Linked DNA regions of Mus musculus: region 1 is linked to region 2. A link is a contact called in public Hi-C data. All regions are on one chromosome and are shown on one strand. Each heading gives the region's core, a stretch centred on a gene start, on an enhancer-like site or on the middle of the called end of the contact. The rest is flanking DNA. Distances are from core to core; before and after follow the strand shown.

What was found. A called contact is a pair of places that touch in the nucleus more often than the background predicts.
Region 1: a contact with region 2 is called in a Hi-C map of 3T3-L1-derived adipocytes, with 6 times the contacts expected there. The contact joins two enhancer-like sites. A contact is called at or near these places in 9 of 39 promoter capture datasets (the 3T3-L1 cell line, embryonic stem cells, frontonasal cranial neural crest and 4 more), 2 of 484 Hi-C or Micro-C datasets (3T3-L1-derived adipocytes and epidermal suprabasal cells) and 1 of 9 other capture datasets (embryonic stem cells).

What each region holds. Positions count from the first base shown.
Region 1 is chr16:25,942,001-25,947,045 of GRCm38.p6, forward strand. No RefSeq gene overlaps it. Among named protein-coding and RNA genes, the nearest start is that of P3h2, 160 kb to the right of the region's middle. Within about 2 kb of position 3,246, at least 38 of the 459 cell types and tissues checked have an H3K27ac peak or open chromatin away from gene starts, as enhancers often do. A contact at or near this core is called in 3T3-L1-derived adipocytes, where this site is marked.
Region 2 is chr16:25,620,732-25,625,879 of GRCm38.p6, forward strand. No RefSeq gene overlaps it. Among named protein-coding and RNA genes, the nearest start is that of Trp63, 60 kb to the right of the region's middle. Within about 2 kb of position 3,735, at least 30 of the 459 cell types and tissues checked have an H3K27ac peak or open chromatin away from gene starts, as enhancers often do. A contact at or near this core is called in 3T3-L1-derived adipocytes, where this site is marked.

The DNA of each region.
Region 1 (5,045 bases), core at 1,996-4,495, 320 kb after region 2:
TCTCTGTTGTCTTTAGCTGGCCTTGAACTTTAGGGATGCATGGTTTTTCCTTCTTTTCTCCATAACAAATAATATGGCCCTTGATGCATTCAAAACAGACATTATATGAAGGGGCAGACAACCCATACAATCAGGTGAACAAATGGGTACATGAGCTGCTTCCCCCTTCTTCACTCTTTTTGGTTCCCTTGGTGTAACCAGTGCTTTCTAGAACACTGTGAGGTCTGCTGCTAACTTGGTCTCACCGTCTGATGGCTCTGTGTGAATTTGCCTTTGCCATATAGGTCAGCCCCTTGTTGAGTTGGAGAGCAATGCAGCCTGGGTGTTGGAAGACAGCTCCACCCCTGAGTCACAGTGCCTCTGGATCCTGCGGTTCCACTCCGTGTGAAAGGTCTTTCTGTAGCATTCTTGCAAGGTGAGTTTTCTAATTAGCTTTCCCTTATAAGGTGCCAGAGGGGACGATTGGTCAGAAGTAAAGTCCATAGATGGGGTAACAGTGGCCAAGAGACTTTTGCCTTAGGCTGCTGGGTGGGAAGACGTCTTCCAGTTGACATCTGGTGAGAATTTAATGACTCAGAACTCTACTCTCCACCCCTGGTCTCTCACCCACCAGCTTGCCTCACTCAGCCAGGCCTGGACTTTGAGAGCATGAAATCATATACATCATGATTACACCTGCATGGTAGCTATACTCAGTGTTAGAGAACATGTTCTTCAAATGGCCAAAAGAGGACGAGAGGACTCCTGAATACCCTTTCTCCCTCACATCTCTGAGAGGAAGCTGTCTTCCAGTAAAGGCTGAGGCAAAACCAGAGAGTGAATGGTCAAGAGATTGGTCAAGAGAATGGTCAAGAGATTAAATAGTAAATGAACAAAAAGGACAAGTGGACATGGTGGTCTTCAGGTATCTAATGGTTCATATGCTACTCCATATAGACTGATGCATTTTTAACACATATAGCTTTAGTATAGAGTCAATAAATATTTCAATGTTAAAAGATAAAATTGTGAAAGAAAAACACTGAATGATAAGTTTATCCATAACTCGTAACATTTAGCAATAATCCTTGTTTACTACTGGGCATTTTTCTTTTTTTTAACATGTCACTCAGATCCTTAAAGAGAGGCTATGATTTTTATTTTACATAGGAATAACTAATGTGCTGAAATGAGTGGAGGAGTCATTCAGGAATGGAGGGATTCAAAAGTTCTTATCTTATGATCTTCACAGATTGCATACTGAGCGTCTAGTCATTCATTTCCAATTTCCTGGTCTTCAAGTTTCTCCCAGTCTTACATTTCTGCCTTCAGAGAGACAAAGATGATTCAGATCCAATGTTAATATAAGCTCAGTCCCTTTAGATGAACATTGATCTTTGTATTAGTCTAAGTGTTGTGATAAAGAAAAGTTTGTGTGTTGTCAGCGAGCAGAGACATCTAAACTCAGTTCCAAGTATGTGGGTAAGACCCTGGTAAATGAAAGGCTGCTTTCTAAGCTAGTTCTTTAACCCGATCCATGCTCAAGTTTATTATTATGCTCCTAAGATTACTAAGGTCTAAGAAGGGAAGAAAATAAGATAGCTCTAAGAACGGTTTTGTGGAATCTGCAGTCACTCCAATCCAGGAACATGGAAACGAATTAGAGCCGCCACTTTATCTATGCTAGTAGTCAAGTGTGGTGTAGAGGCAATTTCAACATTCAAATTATATCACATCTTATGATGAAATAGGAATTGCCCATGGACCAATTCTTTTTCTATGATCACCAGACACCAGGACAGGAAAAATCTTCCTAGAATAGATAAATATTGATTAAGATTTAAAAATGCCCCCGTTTCCAGGAACAGATACCGTCACTTGAAACTACATCCATCTTCAGATTGGGGAAGCTAGTGTGTAGGGAAAGAAAAGGATTTCTAGGCTTTGCATTTGTATTGCTGGCCTGGGATTTTTTTTACTTTAGGTCACCCTTTATCTAGGAGAAAACATTGTTTCATTTGGACCAGAGGAATCGATAAAGGAGCCCATGGAAAAATGGGTGGCTTCTGCCTTTTTGTTGACATGCAACTCTGCTCAGGAAGCTAGAGAAGAGTCCTTGGAACACATTTGGAAATAAGAATTTGGCACTAGTGTTCTCTGTGTTAGATTAAATTATGGCGAACTGTGGATTATCAGAGGTAGAGAATGGCCCATGCAGGTGACTGGTAAAAATACCCTTACTATATTATTTAAAGCCTGCTGGGAAATGATGGCAGTTGAAATGGAAATGATTATAATTCCTGCTCTCAGCACATCCTCTGTGCCGCTCTACCTCCTTATTTTCTCCATAAACCTGTAAAAGAGGTTCCATTTCTTCCATTATACACAGGTAAGATTGAATTCACAAGAAGGCAAACAACTCTTCTAAAATCACTCAGGTAGTCATTAACCCTGCTAGAGTAGAGCTTGTGAAATTTCTTTCTCTGCTCACTCTTTTGTTTTGTTTTAGAGTCTTGGGTTGGGTGCATTACAGAGACTGCAACTGAATCATGGAATCTAAACCACTGAGCTGAGAGGCCCTCGCAGGTAGACCCCAATGTTCTAGGTAGACCCGGATGTGCTGGCAGACATCACTGGATGGCCTTTTGCAGCTAAGGCTAGTATTCTAAACACAAGTGCTGCCCTCATGATTTATTTTTAATGCATCCTCTAAGAGAGACGTTCTCAACCTTCCTAATGCTATAACACTTTAATACAGTTCCTCATGTTGTGGTGACTCCTCTAACCATAAAATTATTTTTGTTGCTACTCCATAACTGTAATTTTGATACTGTTATGAATCATGAGGTAAATAACTGTTTTCTGATGATCTTAGGTGACCCCTGTGAAAGAAACATTCAACCCCCGAAGGGGAGGCAACGTACAAGTTGAGAACCACTGGTCTAAGTGATGCTGGGAGAAGCTGGTGTCACAAGACCAGGGGTGGAATTAGGAGGACTGTACCTGTTTTCTGAATCTGTCAGGGCACATCAGAAGTCACTTATCTTTCCTCAGCCTCTAACAAGTCATTTTGTTTAGAAAAAGAGATTATCATTAGACAGAAATGGCACCAATATCCTGACACCTGATTAAAAGCAGAATGGAGATAAAATGATTTCTCTCTCCTTCCTGGTCTGGGAAGCCAACATTGCTCACCCTCCAGCCCCCAGGGAAATGGCTCTGTCCCAGCGGCAGCCTGCTCTTTACTTTGAAGTTGCTGTTTGCATTTGGAGCTCCAAAAATGTTTGTGCTCACTGCTGCTGCAGGCTGGCCCAGCAAAACTGCTCATGCTGAGACCATGGCTGGCTTCCCGGGTGAAAAAAAAAAAAAAAAAAACCACGACAGTTAATTACATCAACCCAATTAGCAGAAGCACCCACCTTGTGCAAGCAAGGCTCACCTGCAGACTCACCCGTCTGGCAAAGGGCCCCCAGGCTTTAGTGGGGAAGCTGCTGAACTGAGAGACTAAAGTGTTTACCAGTGACCTCCTTTCAGTACCCTCTTGTCTTCCAGATAAGTAAAGGAACTGGAAGAGAACCAATCTCTTACGCCATAGTCTGCCGAGCAGCCTGCAGATAGTAATGGCTTTCAGATTGTTCCACTGGGCAGGGACAGAGTCTTCCCTCAGCACCTACCGGTGATCAGAGGTGGAACACGATCAGATATTGCCTTTGGTAATGAGGTTGTTTGCTTGCCTCTAACAGAGCCCTGAAGAGACAGAGCCCTCTCTGAAAGGCAGGCTGGGGAAACGTGACAGCTGTTTTCCTTGGCTCCGAGCTCACACTTTCCACCTTCACAAGGAATCCACGGTGCTGGGTTCAAAGATGAGATCCAGTCACTCATTAGCTGCCTACCAGGACCCAGTTGCTTAAACTCTTGGAGCTCTGATATGCTGTTTGCTGAAGGTGCGAGTGAGCACACTGTAGGGCTGAAGAACCATCCAGTGATTGTCATCAAGTAGGGAGAGACTATCTCCAAAGGGCAGCCCTGGGATAGAACTGTTCCATGTTGTGATTGGCCTGCTGGCCAGAGGACAATGCATTTGTCAATGGCAAAGAGCTATATGTTGAGACATACAACTTTTGCAGAACAATCCCCCTGTAAAAGTTGATGAAAGTCACTTTCAAATTTCAGTAAAGGGAATAATGATGATAATAGACTCAAAAGTATCAAGCAGAATGTATGGGCCATGTAGGTCCTATGTATGTACCAATGGCTTCCCTTTCTCCCCAAGCCTGCTTTCCTTATCTTTCAAATAGGAATTCAAATATTATTTCCTCTAAGAGTAAAAATTCATCTTTTTAATCATGTGATGGTAGCGGTAACGGTAAGATTATTGGTGTAACTATTTTCTCTACATTCATTAGTTAATATGTCTTAAATGTCCTTGTTGAACTGGGTCCTGTCACCAGCCCTGCTGTAAAAAGCATAGCACAGGGCCAGGCGTGGTGGCGCACACTTTTTATCCCAGCACTTGGGAGGCAGAGGCAGGTGGATTCCTGAGTTGGAAGCCAGCCTGGTCTACAGAGTGAGTTACAGGACAGCCAGAGCTACACAGAGAAACCCTGTCTCCAAAAAAAAAAAAAAATCAAAAAATAAAATAAAATAAATATAATTTAAAAAAGCATAGCATAACAGTGCCCCCCACCTAAGGCAGCTCCCAGCTTAAGAAGGGAGGTAGACTGAGTAGTAAGTACTTCCATATTACGAATGCTACTGTGTGAAGTTCAGTAGCAACAGAAGGCACCTCAGTGCTGGATAAGGGAAACAGAGAAGACATCCTGGTAAGAGGTTATCCCAAATGAGAGTTGGGTGAAGGGAAGTAGCAGAGAGACCCACAGAGAAGCTGGGGAAGCAGTCACAGCAGGCTGATAGATGCTAGAGCAAGGGAGTCTGGGAGACTACTTAAGAATGTATCATCTATCCATCTGCTTAAGGGCTCAGAGAGTCATCTTCGTGGTTACACAAGGTGGTTTGCTAAGTGTCTTCTCCCATGTGTTCCCATGTGTTTCAATTCTTCGGGTTCC
Region 2 (5,148 bases), core at 2,485-4,984:
GGTACTGTACCAACTCATCTTGGTGAATCACAGGAATGACTTGATTTTTAAGTACAAGCCCCAAATATATGATGTTTTAGTCAATGATAACCTAGAAGACATCAGAAGAGAAGGATTCTCAGTGTATGGACCTGACTAAAAACCATTATGACATCTTTCATGTGGAAGAAAATTTGAGGCAAGGAGCTGAAATGTGAGGCTAGATAGAGGCCTGGTTAACAGTTCTTGATGTCTGCTCAAGAAAGCCTGAGACAAACAATATGGAGATGAATATGAATATGAATATCTTTGTGTTGCACAGTGACCACCTCCATTAGAAATCACTTGCCACTAAACAAAGTGCTGACATCCTAGGCAGCTTCATGAAGCTTCACAGTTAGTTTTAGTTGGGGACAAAATGCGCATGACTCAAACGGACATTCTCACAGAGCTAAAAGCTATGCATTGGCTCAACAGCAGGCAAGTGCCCAGAGTTAAGCAAAGGAAAGATCATATCTGTGATGCTAACCAAAATTGGGCTCTTAACTCTCAAAAGGGATCAGTGATCTTGAGAAGCTTTTTGTTTCGAAATTAAATTTGTTTTATTCACTTATGCATAAAAACATATAATTTATATTTATTAATGGCATACCACATGGTGGTTCAATTCATATGTACATTATATAGTATTGAATTCAGGGTGAATAAATGTTTCTTCTCAAGCAATTGTCACTTTGTTTCAGTGAAAATTATCTTTTGTTTTTCAGACCATTATAACAAAATACTATGGACAGAATCGCTTATGCACAACAAGTTTATTTCTCACAAGTCTGGAAAAGAGGAAGACTATAGTGGGGTTACTGACAAGTTTGGTGTCAGCACATGGCTGCTGTCAGCACTAAACCAAGGGTAAGTCTAAGGAAGGAGATGAGTTTTGCTGTTGTTGGTTAGTTAGTTGGTTGGTAAAGTGCTTACTTCGCCAACATGAAGATTGTGTTCAATTCCCAGAATCCATACACAAATCGGAGTGGTCCTGTGCTTTTATAATCCCAGTGTAGAGACACATGAATCCAGAAATTTCTGACTAGACAGCCACACCTAATTGTCATGTGAGACCCTGTATCATAAACCCAAGTGAACTGCTCCTGAAGAGTGATACCTAAGATTATACTATGGCCTCCATATGCTTTTATTCTTTTGCAACCCCCTCCACATAAACACCAGACAGTGTTTTTTAAATGACTTATTAAAGTTGAGATTATAGGACATTACAGAATCAGATATAAAACAGTTATATATACAAGAAACTAAAGCTTGACATGACCATGATCACCGACTTGGAGTAATTGTAAACAAAAGTCAAGTCCAATCAAAGCAAAGACTTAATCTGGTGCAGCAGCAAGGACATTTTTATTTAACCTCTCAATGGCCTGTCTCAGGCAGTCAAGAATCCAATGGGTGGTATCACACTAAAGTTGAAAGGTCAAGAATTCTTTTCTGTTCAGAGTAACTAGAGTTTGGGGAACATCAGGTAAAGGGGCTGTTGAAAGTACATCTGGAAACTCCAGAACTGTTATTAAACTGTGCCTTTAATGTTAATAAGAAGAGTGGCAGAATAATCTGATGAAGAAAGCTAAAGTATGCAAGATTTCATAACAGTGAGCTGCGCCCAGGGCCTCTGGGAATTTTCTTCCTGTCTATCCAAAGCCCGGCTGCCTATCTGGAAATCAAGAGCCCCAGAGCCTCAGTCACCCACCAAGATCCACACAGCAAATGGGGCTGTTTCCTGTATTAACTATACTTTGCTACAACAAATGCACTCAGATGTGGTATTTTAATTGCTATTAAATAGATGTACTACTTAATTAAAGCAAAGGCTAATTAATTTTCTGAGTCATTGTTTGTGCAAAAGATGCTAAATTCCAGTCAAAACCAAATTAACTGAATAATATCCAATATTCAATTTGGTGCCGGTAGGAAGTCTTTTTTATTTTCATATTTAAATAGATAGTTTTACTAGAAATAGCCTAAGATAGAATGTTTAGATTCATTAAATGTCATCCTGGAGAGAGTCTTCGGAGAACTCATCCAAGCTTGTTCATTTTGTAAGTGAGAAACTGAAACCCAGGCAACCAAAAGCAGTTACCCTGGAACACCTCCCTTTCCTGTGCTCATTCTTCTATTCTTAGAAATGTTAGCTCTCTATGGGTCCTATAGCAGGACTACCAGAAGCAACAGAGAACCAGTAAAGCAGACAATTGCCAGAGCCAAAGTCACAGCTCTGGGCAAGGATGAGACCCCCAATTTCTACCCCAATAATCTCTTTACCATAACACAGCACAAACATCAAGTCTCAGGGCTTATGTGAGCCTATAGAAAAGTCATGATGTTTCTGAAACATTATGTTTCATTGATGTTAAACATTGTGGAGATTTCTTTTTCTATAGTTGGGGAAAGGTTGACTGTTGCAAAGGCTGACCTTCAATCTTTCTTGTGAGTACAGTCTATTCTAAGTGAACCTCATCATTTCGGACTACCCTCTTTTCAATCATGTCTGGTCTCTACCTCCCGACACAACTTTCATTCCTCAATATACTTCATGCATGTAGTTTTTGGATTCAATCTAGATACATTTCATGAAGAGCAGCTCAACTCTTTCTTAAGAAGTCTACTCACATACTTGGTGTTTCTATAGAAATGACCGCCATGATTTCCAAAGGCCCTGGAATCTGACAGATTCGCAAGGATTGAGGATGTAGACTTTGACTAATGTTTCTCAAGCAATGAAGGGTCACATAGATTGTTTGTCATTAGAGGGAAGATGGTAATACGTCCCAGTTTCCACTTTGCTTCAGAGACAAGAATTCAACACAGCCTTCTGTGTTACAAAAGGACAATGGTCCAGTTCCTCCTGATGATACTTTTAGGTTCTTTTCCACTTTACTGAAGATGTTAGTCAGGTAGGAGGGACCATGCTTGATGATTATGTTTTACGTGCTCCTTCTCTGAATGTTTTATTGCTATGCATTCTCAGAGTTTGTATTGTTTTGCCTTTGGCTTGTTCTATGAGTTCTGATTCTGTCTTATGCTTCTGACTAAATCTACAAATCTGTCTAAATTCTACTCTACATTGTCACTTTTTTTTTCTTTCTAAACTAAGGCCCTGGAGAAACTAATGATGAGCTGCTGTTAAAAGCTTCTAGATATATCTCTATTAATCCATAGAGGAAGGAAGGCCAGTGTGGTCCTGTTGAGGCTAGCTCAGAGCCAGCATTCTGTTTTCTTGTCATGAACTTAGCCAAGGTGAAGAAACCATCCCTCTCCTGAAATGGCTGTCTCAGTGCAATGCATCCTGAACAGTGAGTGAATTATAGGTTGTACATAAACCCTGCCAGGCCCTGGGGAATGAAAGGGTAGTGCCAAATTTTCCCTTCAGTACATGTGTGACTCCAAAATGAAATGCATATTGGGCAATTGGCATGTGGAAAAGGAAGGTAGGTGAAATGTGTTGATAATGGTTGCAACAAGACTTTTATGGGTTTTCCTATACCAGGCCTCCCATATTGGTGATTTGCTGGGACTTATTTCAATAATCTCTTTGAATGTGTGAATCTTAGCCAAAAGCTCAGGGGACTCTGTTACTGCTCAGCCAGGGGAAACAGACTTTGATGAATTTCAGGGACAGCCCCAGGAGGAAGTATGACTCCTCAAAAGACCCAAGGGGGATTGATTGCAAAATCCTGGGCTGGGCAGCAGTGAGTGAGCTCTGGGTCTGTATTTAGACAAGCAGGGGCAAAGCTTGGAAGGCAAGAGCAGTCCTAGGGAGGAGCCTAGCTTCAGACAGACACAGGTTGGAGAGTGAGGAACAAACTTATTGTCGTGGAATGAGGCTGTGATGCTGGTGTTTCTGAGCAACTAGGAATGCTTCCATGTGATGAGCAAAGGCATGTCACACCATGTCCTGTAGCGACAGGGAAGCCCTAACTTTTCTTTGACTTCTCTGATGTAGAATGAGCTGTGTAACCTCCTCTTTCTCCATCCCCATGTGCAGAGATCAGTGGAGTGCATGTAAGCTGTTACACTAAGAGGGAAAGCCTCAGGCTTTCCAATAGGAAGAAGAACCTGTTTGGACTCTCAGGCCCTTTCAGTTAAAGGAGTCCCTCAACCTTGAGCTGTGGTTCTCTCATTTATAAAAAACAGACACTGGCATCAATTTCAGGGTATTGCTCAGATACATCAATACAATGTACTGCAGTAGTGCTTAATCTGTGGGTTGTGACCTCCCTTGGGGTTTTTCTATAGCAGATATCCTGCATAACAGATCTTTACATTGCAATTCATAACAGTAGCAAAATTAATATTATGAAGTCAAAACAAAAAAATAATGTTATGGTTGGGGATCACCACACCAGGAGGAACTGTATTAAAGAGTCACAGCATTAGGAAGGCTGAGAACCACTACTATAAGGGCTACTCATGAAAGAACTCAACCTTTTAGTATGAATTTATTGTCTCACATATTGCATCCTAACTGCAGTTTATCCTACATCCCTCTGTCCTCTACATCTTCCCTCCTATCCACTCCCTTTCTCGGATATCAACCAAATGTGGTATCTCAAGTTGCAATAAGATTACTCACCTTCCTCAAATTGAGGCTGGCTTGGGCAACTGAGTAAGAGGACAAGGGAAAGGAGTCAGAAAGAGCCCCTGTCCCCTCTGCTAGGAGTCCTACAAAAACACCAAGCTCCACAGCTATAACATATATACACAGGGCCTACATTAGACCAGTACAGGCTTCCTGATTGTCAGTTCAGTCTCAGGAAACTCTAATGAGTCCGGGTTAATTGATTCTGTGGGTTTTCTTATAGTGCCCCTGATCCCTCTGCCTCCTCCAATCCTTTCTCTCTCTCATCCTCAGGATTCCCCAAGCTCCACCTAATGTTTGGCTGTGGGTCTCTGCATCTGTTTCCATCAGTTACAGCATGAAGCACCTTGATGACAGTCGGGTTAGACATCAATCTATGAGTAAAGCAAAATATTTCCAGGCATAATTTCATTTATTTATTTATGTTTATTTATTTAATGTATTTTTAAAATTTAATTTTAAATTTTTTGTCAACCATGTTTGGTTCTATCATAGGTCTCTGGGCCATCTGGCCTCTGGTTTCA